Regions from separate parts of the Mus musculus genome. Here region 1 is linked to region 2. Evidence: chromatin contacts called from public Hi-C data. All regions are on one chromosome and are shown on one strand. The core of a region is the stretch at or near the end of the contact, and the rest is flanking DNA. Distances in the headings are between cores, read along the strand shown. Region 1 holds the start of Irf4 (interferon regulatory factor 4). Region 2 has its middle 33 kb from the start of Gm35109.

What was found. A called contact is a pair of places that touch in the nucleus more often than the background predicts.
Region 1: a Hi-C map of bone marrow-derived macrophages shows a contact between it and region 2, with 37 read pairs. The contact joins the promoter of Irf4 here to the enhancer-like site in region 2. A contact is called at or near these places in 10 of 39 promoter capture datasets (the 3T3-L1 cell line, 3T3-L1-derived adipocytes, the C10 cell line and 7 more), 3 of 15 datasets of contacts at CTCF or cohesin (CD8 T cells, large pre-B cells and pro-B cells), 18 of 484 Hi-C or Micro-C datasets (the 63-12 cell line, the AML12 cell line, B cells and 15 more), 12 of 115 datasets of contacts at active chromatin or transcription factors (the 230-238 cell line, CD8 T cells, acute myeloid leukemia and 7 more) and 3 of 9 other capture datasets (adipose tissue, liver and macrophages).

What each region holds. Positions count from the first base shown.
Region 1 is chr13:30,746,082-30,752,871 of GRCm38.p6, forward strand. It overlaps Irf4 (interferon regulatory factor 4), which reads left to right and starts at 3,152. Exons shown (of 9, transcript NM_013674.2): 1 at 3,152-3,214; 2 at 4,467-4,714; 3 at 5,599-5,785; 4 at 6,610-6,698. The coding sequence starts at 4,499.
Region 2 is chr13:30,577,991-30,585,673 of GRCm38.p6, forward strand. No RefSeq gene overlaps it. Among named protein-coding and RNA genes, the nearest start is that of Gm35109, 33 kb to the right of the region's middle. Within about 2 kb of position 5,446, at least 27 of the 459 cell types and tissues checked have an H3K27ac peak or open chromatin away from gene starts, as enhancers often do. A contact at or near this core is called in the 63-12 cell line, CD8 T cells, the CH12 cell line and 4 more, where this site is marked.

The sequences.
Region 1 (6,790 bases), core at 1,902-4,401, 170 kb after region 2:
CATTTGAAGGGTGCATATCATTATGTCTGTGACAGTTCCCAAGGGCTAATGTAGGATATACGTAATCATAGTCCAAGTGGGTGAGCACTTGCGATGCACATAATTTTGTTGTCAGAGCACTGCAGAAAGCAGGGTCACCGCCACTCTTGAACGTGGGAAAGTTAACTCACCACCCACGCTTTCACCCCTGTGAACTCTAGACACCTCCTCTCGTCCATGTATCATGAAGTGGTTGTCAGGGCTCACAGTGGGCGTTAGTCCATGCACCTGGAATCAAAGCATCAGAGGTTTTGTCTTCGTTTTAAATCAGAGGCAATGCATTAAAACAACAAAGTTTTTTTCTTTCCTGTTTTATTTTTTAATGTTTTATAAAATAATTTTTCCCAAAGATAGAATTTTACTTCAAAACAAAACAAAACAAAACAAAACAAAACAAAAACAAATGTAGTTCTCATTTTAAAAGAGTGAGGTCATCAGAAAATACATTTATCCGAAACAAGGTCTCCGTCTCTTGGAAGAGAGAGTACTGGGAATTGAACCCAGTGCCTTCCACACACAAGACAAGCATTCTACTGCCACGGTACACCCTAGGCTGAATAATGTCTTTCTGAGTATCTAACACTGACTGGCTCTATAAACCACTTGTTCTTACTTGTGAATGTATAATTTTAAAAGGTCAATTCTCAAAATACTGAGCTGCAGTCTAGCTTTTCTTACCGTCTTTTTATGGGAAGTATGAATGAAAAGTTTGCCCCATTCAGACCTCGATCACTGCTCAGTGGCTCCTTAGCCCAATAACATTAGTAATCTCCTCGGGGAGTATGGAGCTCTGCCTTTGGGACGGATGCTCAATTCACTAATTTCCTGTGACATTTTTCAAACAACAGTCCGCCATCTCACTGTGACATGTATCGATTTTCTTAAGTGTCAGTGCGAAAGAGGATGGGAAATTGCCTACTGGCAAAATTGTCCCCATTCTTTCAAGTCTGACTGTGATTTAAGAAGTTCTTAGTGGTCAGCTAGAAGGGCCCACCTGGCCATTCCTTCCTCTCCACCAGCAACAATGGGAGCATGTGATTCACAAGGGAATCACATTCAACTAAAAAGAGAAACCGGGGTATGCTGTTTGCAAGGAACGGTTGAAACTGGAACTCAATATGTCGTGTGGTGTGAAATAAATGTGTGTCTCACATGTTTTCCCATGCTGGGGGCAGGGGTAAGAAAGTAAAAGGCAGACTGGTTAAAGACATGGGGTGGGGAGGGCTGGAGGGACGAGTGGTAAGAAATGGCGACAGAGGAGATGAAGGTAATGTCATAATGAAACCCATCACTGCTGTGTGCAACTAATAGATGCTAATAAAATAGGAAGTTTTAATGATTTAGGTAGCTTATTGCTTGCATTCACCTCACTGTTAAACTATCACTTCTGGGGGATCCACACAACGAGCGAGCGAGTAAACCAGAAGATGGCGTTGAAGATTAGTAATCATATCTTTTAAACAAGATAACCATGTGAAGTCTCAAAAGGTTTCTTGTAATGACTGTTGTTTAAACTTCTGAAAACAGAGGATGTAGATTGGCTGAGGAAAATGTTGAAACCGCCTAAGTCAAGGTAGAAGACACGTGTGTCTAAGTGAAAAAAAGAAAAAAGAAAAAAAAAAAAAACCAAAAACCTCGGGTTGGCTGCTTCTGTCCTTAGTCTGTGCACGCTTTGAAGAAATGTAATTCCTCAGCAGCAAGGCTGTGCTATCTGAAGCTACAATCTCTGCTTTGCTCCGAGGTGTGTCTCTGGTGACCGGGATAGTTCCCGACAGACAGAAGGTGTTCAAAGAATATTTTTGAATGAATGAAACCCCAAAGGAAGAAGAGGGGAAAATGGGTGTGACCAAAATTTTCTTTGAACGAAACTCTGTTGTTTACTACCAGGGCTCTGACAATGGAAAACTAATTGGGGTGAAAGAACGACATGGCATCCTGTTAATTTCTGAGAAAGCCTGTTGATGTTAGGAAAAAAAAACATGCCGGTGGGCATCTCTGCACCAGTTTTCCTGTGGCCAAAATCAGATGTTTCTCCTAAAGTCCAGAACCCAGGATGGAAGATTAAAAGAAAAACTGAGAAACATGTGAAATGAAAAAGTTGTCAAATCTTTACAAACGCTCCAAGTTGACCTGTGGTGGTGGTAATCTAAAATGATACAGAAACTGGTAGTCTGCTTGCTTACCTGAAAACACCAAGATAACATATAAGCTCCAGGCATCCAAGCTGAGCTGGAGAAAGTCAGCGGCAAAAGCTCATGGAGTTTACATATGAAGGTCAAAGAAAACACGAAAATAAAGTAAAACCTTCAGTCAGCCTAGCTGTTCTATTTGGGGCATTGGTACCTCACCGGCAACTGCCTCCCACGAGGCTGAGGTTAAAATTATCATTTTAAGGTGAATTGACATCCGGAAGCGCGCTAACTACCTGAGTACTCAGGGATCCCCCATCTCTTTTATGTTGCCATGATTGAAACTTTGGGGACTGTGCTTGTCTGAGTCATCTCAATTCGTCGGTTTCATTCACCCAACATGTATAAGCGTTTCAAACACAGTATTTGGGCCACGGCTTATAAACTTGCCTTTCTATTTTTCTTTTTAGTGAGCGTGATATTCTCTAAACGCTCAGAGAGACAAGACTCCGCTTTGCCCAAGGATGCTCCCGACCTCTCTCAGTCTATCTCTTCTGTCACATGCTGTGAGAACCAAGTTCCCTGTGCTCCAGACTCTCCATCACTTCCCAACCTGGCCATGAGCAGTTAGTAGTTATCAGCTATGCTCAGTGCAGATTCCAGTATCCCCTTTGCATGCCTCCACCTTCACAGGAACGGGCCATACCGACTTGTCCCATCCGGTTGAGGATTTCTGAGTACATCAGAGTCCCCAGCCCCCTCCACAGGAGGAGCTGAAGAAAGCCAGGGTTTGTCTGAAGTGGGACAGCCCTTGACCCGGTGGGCTCTAGTCCGAAGCTCCTGTTCCTGCGGGACACCCAGGCACAAGGCAGAGGTGGGGGGCGGTCCTGGGTATGGGCAAGCCACGCCCTCTCAAGGCGGGGCCGAAGCGCCCGCCCTGCACTCCGCCTCCGGCTCTATAAAGTTCCTCTTTCTCACCTCACTTTCCTAGTTTCACCACTTGAACTTGGGACCCTTTGCTGCCCTCAGCTAAGAGTGCGGGTGAGGTAAGGCCTGTAGTCGGGCAGAAGGAGGAGTGTGAGGCTGGTGGCAGAGGAAGCCTGGCTTCCATCTCTGAGCCTGAGGGAGAATGCTGAGATAGCGGACCCAGGCTCCGCTCATCTACGCTGCCCTAGGACCTGTGCACTTCGGGTTTTGTATGAAGCTGTTTGGGTGGGAGTTCCAGAACATCCCCCACGGGCTGGGCGGGACGAGCTAATGGGACTGTGGTGTCATCAAAGGATCGCACTGGCCACAGCTTGTCCTCAGAGGGACAGCCTCTGACTCTCTCTGCTCCAGTGGAAAGCTCCTTTCCAGCCCTGGTTCCTAAAGGACCCAAACTCATCTAGGGCTCCAGAGCGTGATTCCTAGGCCGGGCAGCCAAGAAGAGCTGAGAGCTCCAAACTTAGGGTGCTCAGAGCCCCTTTCCCCGCATGCCCCTTCTTCACTTCTCTGGCAAGAGTGCTAGTGTTGCTGTCCGCAGCACCCCTTATTCCCAGCCTCGGCTTCATTCCTGCCAGGGTTCACGCTGACATTCTGCAGGTTGGAATCTCCTGTTTCTTGGCTGCGCTGCTTGCCCCATAACCAGACTTCCACTTGTTGCTTCCAGGACCCACGTGATGGTCTCTGGTTGGGTAGGCCTGGGGTTATTCCGAGGACAAAGTAAGGGTGTCATAGAAGAAAGTCAAGAGAGTAAGCTAGGTACCGCAAACCTGCATGGCAGGGACACAGGACCTGGACAAGGGCTAGTCCATGTGCCAGGTCCTTTTCGCCTGGGGCAGCCAGGGCAACCTAAACCCAGGAAGGGGCAAGTGTAGAAACAGTGAGGGAAAAGTGGGATGAAAGCTACTTGGATCCAGCACAGAGGGACGAGTGAGCAAAGTGAGCGCCCCAGCGTGGCGCAAGACTTGGGATCTGCAGAGAAGCTGTGTAGCTAGGAGCTTTCAACGGAGCGTGTTAATGTAAATGTAAATGAAGAAATTACCTAATTTTTTTAATAAAAGAAAGAACAGACAGGCAAAAAAAAAAGGAGGAGGAGGAGGAGGAGGAGGAGGATGGTGCGCGCCAAGGGATGCTCTCTATACCTTCGTCAAAGTACCTTCTCTTGGGGGACTTCGGAGACTCTGGCACTGCACCCGAGCACCTTGGCAGCCTCAGAGACTCGGGGCCTCGTGGGCACTGCAAGAGTTTGGGACGGGGCTTCCTCCCGCCTCCAAAGTGATGCGAAGGTAGTTGCAGGGAATGTGTGTCTCTCCTCAGCGCACAAGCCCAGGAGGAGGTCCGCACGCGTCATGAACTTGGAGACGGGCAGCCGGGGCTCAGAGTTCGGCATGAGCGCAGTGAGCTGCGGCAATGGGAAACTCCGACAGTGGTTGATCGACCAGATCGACAGCGGCAAGTACCCCGGGCTGGTGTGGGAGAACGAGGAGAAGAGCGTCTTCCGCATCCCGTGGAAACACGCGGGCAAGCAGGACTACAATCGTGAGGAGGACGCTGCCCTCTTCAAGGTTAGCAGCATTCAGGGATCCCTGGGCAGGGGTGGGGGTGGGGATGGGGAATCTGAAAGCTCTGAATGTCTGTGGCTCCCGGGCAAGGGACTAAGAGGTGGGCTCCTGCAAGGAGGAGGCCAGAGCATCAAGCATTGGACCCTGCTTAGGCAAAGTCCCCAGGAGAAGGGAAAGAGGTTGCAAACTCTCCGGGGATTGCATACACAAGAAACCAGGTCCCAATACTGTTTGTGTGGAGGAAAGAACTTCCAGCTTCAGGGGCATCTCTGGGGGACCGAGGTTCCGTTTGCATAGCCCATTCGCTGTTTCCTGCCACCACCACCGACTGCTAGGGCCACTCTCTGCTTCCCTGTCTCTCTGTGTTTTGTTATTTTTCTGAGTTTCTCTCTCTGGGTTTTGTTTCTTTGATTGGGCACCTCTACTGTCTGGTTCTAGTTCTAGAAGCTGCGATCTCTGATTTTCTTTCTTTGAGTAGCTTTGACTATTCCGAGTCTTTCTCTGGTATCCCCCTCCGACCCCGTGTGAGTCCCTTAGGACTGATGTCCCCAGAGAACTGGCTCACTGAACTGTGAAGCCCCCAGCCTCCACCTGCCAGCAGGCCGAGGAAGGGGACTTCCTGCGGGAATTTGTTCAAAGTACCTCTGTGATTTTGTAGATGTCCTCTCTGGGGCCTGCCCCCTCCACAGCTCTGTCCCCAGTCTTGCCCACACTTGATTCAGGCGCTGGGCGTGTACAGCCCATACTAGGGGTCTCAGGACCCCACTAACATCATGTTCCACATTTCAGGCAACAGCAAATTTGAAACAGTAACCTTCCTTGCTGAAATGCAATCCATAGAATTCTTTTGACGCTCTGGGCTTGACTTTTCTTCTCATCGTTCTTAGGCTTGGGCATTGTTTAAAGGCAAGTTCCGAGAAGGGATCGACAAGCCAGATCCTCCTACTTGGAAGACAAGATTACGATGTGCTCTGAACAAGAGCAATGACTTTGAGGAATTGGTCGAGAGGAGCCAGCTGGATATCTCTGACCCATACAAGGTGTACAGGATTGTTCCAGAGGGAGCCAAAAAAGGTAAGGGGTTTTCCCAGCCCAGGTGGCAGGATAAAGGCATTATGGCACTCAGAGAGCCCTTCTTCCTAGAGACAGTCACGTCCTACCTCTGCTGTAGGTTAAGCCCAGATGTCCTTTTGCCCATGTCCTCTCTGTTATAAGTGACAACCCTGTGGTGTTAGTATAGGATGACCTGGCAGACTTTAAGCCCCATGGGTGTGTGGGTTATGCACTTGAAGGCATTATTTTCAGTTACTCCATTCAATTAGGATCTGGATCAAATTTCCAAACAAAATCTGGAAAATCCATTAAATGTTTACTTACCTAATATCCTCTAGTAAGCATTTTCAAGAGGAGAAAGCACATCCCACACCCCATACATATTCACACTTCTTGTAATAAAACTGCTAGAGTTTCTGGTTTAACATGGCCTGCTAGGGTGGTTATGAATATTCAGATCTTGAGTTCCCTCTCTTCCAACTAGTCTACCTCAAGCAGTGCTCAGGAATCTGCATTTGGTTCCAACCATACAGGATGCCTTAACTAGGTACCATCTCACAACCAGAAACCACTTGGTGGATCACAGGGATCCTGGGTGGTGTTTCCTTCCCTGGCTGTCACTCACAAGTCAGCAAATGTTTAATCAGTTTAATGGCAAAGACAAATATCTCTCTAAGAAATTGCTTGAAAAACAAACAAACAAACAAAACAAAACAAACCTAAAATACCCGATTGGTTAATAGGGCTATGCATTCTAAGAATTAAGTGCATAGGTACTTTTATAAGATTTAAGTCAGTTCCTTGTCTTACTCTGTGTTCTCTCTTCCTTTTCCCCAAACACACAGGAGCAAAGCAGCTCACTTTGGATGACACACAGATGGCCATGGGCCACCCCTACCCCATGACAGCACCTTATGGCTCTCTGCCAGCCCAGGTATGTGGTAGACTCTTGGTCTTGTGGAAGGCTGGCCCATGCCCTTTTGACTGGCTCCACACAGAGAGGCAAACACAAATGAAAAGTGTAGG
Region 2 (7,683 bases), core at 4,196-6,695:
AAAGGTAAGCCAGAATCTTCAGGGTTACCCACTTTCTCCATGAATCTTTCTTAGGGTCCATCCAGTCTGCCAGAATCTTGATCCTTCTCCTTCTCCTCTTCCTCTTCTTCTTCCTCTTCCTCCTCCCCCTCTTCCTCTTTGCCTTTAACTCCTTCTCTTTTCATCTCCTTCCTCCTTCATTCTTCTTTTTTCTTTCTCTTACTTTTTTCTCTAACCTTTAGTTAACTAAAGTTTCTAGTGTCAGTGCAAAACCACAGCTCTCACCTCAAAAGGGGATAAGAGATTGTCTGTTCTGGAGCCAAATATGAGTTCCCATGGCCCAGGAACACAGATTTAGGTTATTTGAATGCCATGTACCTACATGGTAATATTTAGGTTAAGTTTTTAATAGTAACAGAATAAAGGTTGTTTTCAATTACATTAGTGGAAGCATTAGGCAGGTGGATTACAGCTAAATGTATGTGTGAGGATTTCCGCTAGAGCCCTCAGAAGTTGTCTGCTGACACTTCGAGCCTTTTGGTTGGTGAAAGCTGGGTTTTGGTAAATCAATGCACCCCAAAATGTTTTATCTGTTAATCTTATCTTGCTAGTTTCACCTTTTAGTTATTGTATTGAATAAGAAACGTGAGTAGTCTAGGGATAAATATATGGGACTAAAGATAGCTCAAGATAAATTGTAATTAGTTTACAGACTCTCAACATTCCAATATCTTCATAATTACTGAAGTTCTAATCGTTTAATCAGCCTCGTAGAAGTTCAATTTCTTTCTAGAAACTTTCATTCAAATTAGAAAAAAAAACACACCCATATTAAACATGTCTGACTTCCTGGGTAAAATATTGTAGGTTCAGAGCCTAATGATTTGGGGTTATATCAGCTCTCCAAATAGTTATGCATTGCCCATTTCTTTGTGTGACCTAACACTCTTGTGGCTGTTGGGTAAATCCCTTTGAAGTGTACAAACCAACTCCTAGCTTCCACCAACCCAAAGCTAAGAATGTCGTCAGATAACATCTGTGGCCCACAGCAGAGATTTCACAACTTTAAGGCAACATCTTACTGATGTTTCCAATGGTGTATTTAAAAAGTGTCCTGATTTCAACAAGCTCTTCATGAAACAGTGGTAACCTTGGAACCTGGGAGAGCAACCCCTATCTCTCCATCGAGCATTTGGCACTTGCTCAGACATCCCATCTTTGTCCAAAAGCCTGTCACTTCCTGCGTACTGTGTGACATGGCTTCACCAAGCAGCATAGTTCCCCGAGGAACAGAATAAAAAGAAAAGCTGTCTATAAGCATTCCCTCCTCCAAAGCATGCCAGGGTGTGGAAGCAGAAGAGTGTTTTTAACTGTAAAAGGGAAGTCCTACAACTTCTTCGGAATTTACATTCCTGGTATGAGGAATTTGCTTGATACAGTGGCTCAAATATCAGATTAGGCCACTCTGCCTTTCAAAACTCAGGCAAAATTTCCCTCATTCCTTATCTTGCATACTAGGGGAAACCTTCACTCCCCCAGGGACTGTTTGGGAACTCACACATTGAGATGTGGTCTCTGCCTCGGGTGTCTGGTTTTTCTCCTGTATCCCTTACACCCAGCTCTCACAGTGTTCCTGCCAGTGGCTCCTGGCCCATCTTCCTGGACTCTCTAAGCCCCAAGGCAGTGATGTGTGTAGGAGTCAGTACAGGTTATTAGGACAAAGTACATAACAGGTATTTTCAGTCTTATTTTTAGAAGTCACTCAATAGCCTCAGCCTGGAAAATTCTCACTCCAAACTTTGGTTCCTTGTGAAGTAACTCTACACTTTCCATCCGTAGATCTTTGTGCCTGTTCTCTACTTCTCTGATCTCTGAAAGGGCAAGCAACTCATTTTCTAGCTTCACCTGTCCCATCCAAACAGCACGTGATCCAACCTTAAACAAAGACAGTCCTCTCTCAAAGATTCTCTGGTGTCCTTTTATTTGTGATACTCCTTATGGTCAGAGTTCTGCATGCTAGGGAACAGAGAGGTCCAGCTAGTGGTACTGTAAGCTGAGCTAAGAACAGCCTGATGGGCTTGCTACATGGATACAGGTGCCTGAGGAGGGAGGGTGGACCTGAGCCTGCTTCCAAATGGGTCCCAAAGGCTTGGCTCTATACTGATTAAAGCCACAGACAAGGTAGGGGAGCAGGGGGTGGGTATAGGAGACTTTTGGGATAGCATTTGAAATGTAAATGAAGAAAATATCTAATAAAAATTTAGAAAACAATAAAACTTCTGCTTTGTGCTGACTTCTAAACTGTGACCTCTAGACAGGTGTCATTGAATACCAGACAAGGCTGGTCATCCAGGTTCTGTGAGACCTGTGAGACTTAGGATGCCGGGAAGTGTTCATCCCTGCACTGAAGGGATGACAATCACAGCACCTGCTTTGGCCAGGACTTGCTGTTGCTGCTGCATAGAAGCCACTATAAAGTGGCTAGTCATTACTGTGTAAGACAAGCTCCCTCCTTAAAAACTAGGAAAAGCATTTTCTGTAGATGAAATAACCTGTTGGTATTCAATGACACCTGTTTAGAGGTCACAGTTTAGAGGTCAGCACAAAGCAGTTTTATTGTTTTTTATTTTTTTTATTAGATATTTTCTTCATTTACATCTCAAATGCTATCGCAAAAGTCTCCTATACCCACCCCTTGATCCCCTACCCACCCCACTCCCACTTCTTGGTCCTGGCATTCCCCTGTACTGGGGCATATAAAGTTTGAAAGACCAAGGGGCCTTTTTTTCCCAATGATGGCCGACTAGGCCATCTTCAAAGCAGAAGTTTTATAAGATGAACCCGTCCTTGTATCAGATGGAGACAACACAAGTATCATCGATCCTAAAGTCATGCCCTCTCCCAGGCCCGTGGGTACAGACAACCTTCTCCTGTTTACCAAAATAGATTTGTTCGGTCTATATTTGACCTTTATGTAAATTGAATCTCAAGGAAAATGTTTAACGACTATCTTCTTTCCTCCATGGTTTTTGGTTTTTTTTTTGAGATTTTTAGAGATTTGCTTATTTTATGTATATGACAGTTTTGCCTGCATGTAAGTCTGTGTGGCATGTCTGTGCCTAGATAGAGATCACAGAGGTCAGGTGAGAGTATTAGGTCCCCTAGAACTGGAGTTACAGATGGTTGTGAGCCACTGTGTGCTTGCTGGGAGTCAAACCTGGTTTCTCTGCAAGAGCAAGTGCTTTTAAACACTGAGCCATCTCTCCAGCCCCTATTCATTGTCTTGAGTTTTGTTAATATGGTTACATATGATTTTATATATAAAATCTCATTGTTATATGGTATTCTGTTATTTGAATAAAGCATAGCTACCTCTTTTATTTTACTGTTTTACATCCAGGTGGTTCGTAAACATTAGCTGTTACTTATATACACATTTCTTCTAAGCAATAGACAGTATCAGTTCCCAAAAACTGCCCTACTATTACATCCCACAGAGTAGTAACCATGCATTCCAGTTGTTCACTAACTTACTCCCTTTTCATATTTTCTGAGTTTTCAACTTAGCCATTTTGTTAAGCATGTAATGAATGTAACTTTAGGGGAAAAAAGGTCTTTAAGGGGAACAAAATGTGTGATCTCCCTATGAGAAATGACCCTGTGAGTATTTCAGGGCATTTTCTACTATTCAGAGATGAGCCTTTGAGAAATGAGGGTAGTCTGGAGAAATGGCTCAGCGATTAAGATCATTTAGATGTTCTTTCAAAGGACCCAGGTTCAATTCCCAGCACTTTAGATGCTTTAGAACTGTCCTTAACCTAATTCCAGGGGATCTGATACCCCATTCTGGCTTTCAAGAGCACTGCATGAACATTATTCACAAACAAAGGGGTAGGGAAAAAAAACACACCTAACTACATAAAATAAATAACACTTTAAAAAGACAAGAGGGATTTTTTTTTTCCTTTCCGTGGTCATTTGGATCAGCTTTTCCCTGGAGCCAGACCCTTACCAATTAGGTCCAAACCGTCAAAACCATCTTCCCTTGCCTTCAGAGAGTGTCCTATCTGGTCCTCTGAGTTCTTACGAACACCTCTGAGGCAAACAGAGCCTTCCTGAGTCTTCTTGGTTCTGACAATGGGAGGTGAGGTGAAGCTCACTGATAATGCACTCTCCTAGCATGTATGAGGTTCTGGGTTCAATTCCCAGCATCCACACAAAACCCTGGTAAACAGTACTTACTGAGTGCTGCCAGCCACTGTTCTGGGGCGGAACACAGAACAAAGCACTGTGCTTGCCACTCAGGGGGAGGAGGAGCTAACTGGGTCTTCTCAATAAGCCCATGTTTTCAACTGCCTGTGTTTGAAGCAACAGAAACAGAGCTCTGCATTTTACTTCTTGAGGTGCCCCGGAAGCTCTCAGGTTAAAAAAAGCATCTGGAATAATTTATCATGAAGTGAAAAAGGAGCTTCGGGCAAGCAGCCCTCAGCCACCCATAAATGACAGTACTGTATCACTACAGCGGAAGATGAACTTATTGATCTCGCAAGGGAGTGTAATGAACCGATGCTTGCTTGGTGGACACGGCAGCAGACAAAAAACTATCTAGCCACATAGTGCATGTAGTGGGCAGGAGAAGCCACAGAGTGGGAGACAGTTTCCAGAAAAGGGAAGCTGGAGTTGCATTTTCAAGCCATGTTGCAGACAGGCCCTGTGGGTGGAGCACCCATCCTGGGAAGATGAACTTGCTTCATGCCTGGTTTACAGCTCCTGGGTGCTTTTCATGGTCATACTGTGTTCCTCAGGGCACCCCCAGAGGGAGCTGCATAGCATGCTTCCTGTTTTATAGGCACTAGTGAAGGTAACTCTGAGGGTGGTGGCCATGGCTATGATCCTATCATGCAGGAGGCAGAAGTAGGAGGGTATCAGCTCACTAGATCCCTTCCAGTCTCAGACGTGTTTCCCTTTATGTAAAAAAAACTACCTCTTTATTCTTCTTCTTTCATAATGAAGGGTCAAAGGGTTGGGGAGGTGCTCGATGGTAGATGGGTTACCCAAATATAAGAGGCCATGGATTTGATCCTCTGTACTGGGGATGGGGGCCAGGCAAGGACGTTTCTTTACCTGTTTGAGTCTTCATCTCTGGCACCCAACATTCCTTAAAAGTACAAGCATGCCAAAAGAGTGACAGACAGTTGCTAAATTGGTCATCAGAAAAGTAAGTGACGCCTTCAAGGGAAAGCCAAGTTCCAACAGGGATTCATGTGCCTGGGACTTTGTACCAGTCTTTGGCTAGTTAAATGTCACCATCTGGACAGTGGGAAACTGCTGATTGTCACTCACTGAGTGTCTCCTGTGCAGAGGGACTGTCCTTCCCACTTCCCCAGTGTCCCCCAAGCTTGTGCAGGCTCTGGTTACCTGTTCTATTTCAAAGTAGCCAGGGTGTGGGCTAGGAGTTCCCCCAGAAGGAAGAAAAGGGAAGAGCTGTGTTCTGAAGAATGACCGGAGCCTCCACATAAAGGCTTCTCTTCTCTGGGGAGCCTTCGCTCTGTTGCAGCTGTGGAAGGCACTTCACAGGTCCATATCAGCAGGCTCTATGGAGATGCTCAGAAAACTCCTTCTTTTCTGCCAGCCATTAATTCCGTCCTTGTCCTGGACTGAAGAGTGGTGTTTTCCTTTGCATTTTGAGAATAGAGCCTTGACTAGCTCTAGCTCTGTTCTGTGTGTCCCAGTTTGAACCCTGAATCAGCAGCTACTTCTCAGACTACTTCAGGTTTGGGCCTGTGTTGAGGACAGGGACCACGCTTCAGCAGAAAGGTCAGTGATGTTCCAGATGTAAGAAGGAAGGAATCTAGAGATGTGAGTGCTCAGGCCTAATGGGGGCAAGGGTGTGTCTGTGACTTTTCCATTGGTGAAGTCCTGGACCACTAGGGAGAAACTTAGGAGATCACAGGAAAAACCCACAAGGGTGCCTCTCTCTGTGGAGAGGAAATCACCAAGTTGATAATAGTGAGAGAGAGAGAGAGAGAGAGAGAGAGAGAGAGAGAGAGAGAGAGAGAGAGAGAGAGGAGGATAGTACATAAGTACATACCAGGAAACCAAGCCATAAATTATGAAAGTATCAGTTACTCCCTGAGAGCCCCTGTTTTTAACTGACTTCTGTTGGTGGGGGAAGGGAATAGATCTATGTCTCAGGACTTTGGGTAGTAATTGCACATAGCAAAGCATTTCTTTCTTAATGTATAGGAAGAGCCAAGCTCTGGCTGAAATCCCATGAAACTGAATTAATTGTCTTGTCTTTTATTCTTCACTCCTGGGGAGGTCTGATTTCTCTCAGGTATCTGTGGATCTCCCAGAAGGCGAGGCTCTCCCAGGCACTGTGACTTCCATAATAGACTCCCTGGTGTCACTCTTCTCCCTCCGGGTCTACACATGTCATTTTGTGTGAATCCCATAGCCCAAAACCTTTACCTGAAATTTGAGATGTTTTCCCATAGAGTTTAGGGCATGAGTGCTCCCTGCTTTGCCCCAGGATCAATGAGAGGGTACCTTATATGTGTCCTTTCTCTTTCCTCCTACCCATCTCTGGGTCTATGCCACCATCCTGTGCAAACTCCACCCTCCCCTCCCCCATCAGCTCCACTAACTTCCTTCCTTCTTTTTATTTTGAATATTATAATTTAAAAAATTATTGCTTAATTATGTGGATTTTAGCCTATATGCATATCTGTGTACCATGTGTGCTCCCTGGTACCTACAGAGGCCAGAAGAGGGTGTCACATCCCCTGGAAATGGAGTTACAGATGGTTGTAAGCTACTCTGTGGGTACTGGGAATATATTTTTTTTGGCTTGAATTATGGCTCAGTGGCATAACATGTGCTTAGAAAGTTCCTAGGTTTCATCCCCAAATCACCAAATAATTCCTGTGGTGAATTTAGCACATACTAAAATGAGATAATCTCAGCATTTGCTCCAAACTGATTCCTCCAAGCTGGCAGTTCTCCCATCCAAGTACTAACCAGGCCTGACCCTGCTTAGCTTCCGAGATCAGGTGAGTTCAGGGTGGTATGGCTGTAGACACTGGTAATTCTTAATCTTCCTAATGCTTCAATCCTTTAATACAGTTCATCACATGGTAGTGACCCCAATCATATATATTTCATTAGCACTTCATAAATGTACTTTTTCTACTATTACAAGTCATAATATAAATATCCGGTATACAGAATTTCTGATACATAACCCTGTGTGAAAGGGTTGTTCGATCCCCAAAGGTGTCTTACACACAGGTTGAGAGTCAGTGCTCTAAGCTAAGCACAGTGGTGACTGTACTAAGCTAAGCACAGGGAACCTATACAATTCAGGAGGCCAAGACCAGAAGATTACTTGAGCCCAGAGGCCAGCCAGGGTAGCATCATGAGACTTTAAAACAAGCAAATGGGACTGGAGAGATGGCTCAGTAGTTAGGATCATTGACTGTTCTTCTAGAGGTCCTGAGTTCAGTTCCCAGCAATCTTAATGGAATCTGGTGCCCTCTTCTGGTGTGTCTGAAGACAGTAACAAGTGTACTCATATATATAAAATAAATAAATCTTTTTTTTTAAAGCAAATGATGAAGTGATTTAAGCACACATTTCTGTAAACATGTGATGGCCTGTTTCATATTACCTACCAATATCTGCATGAATTAAGGTGTCTTCAAA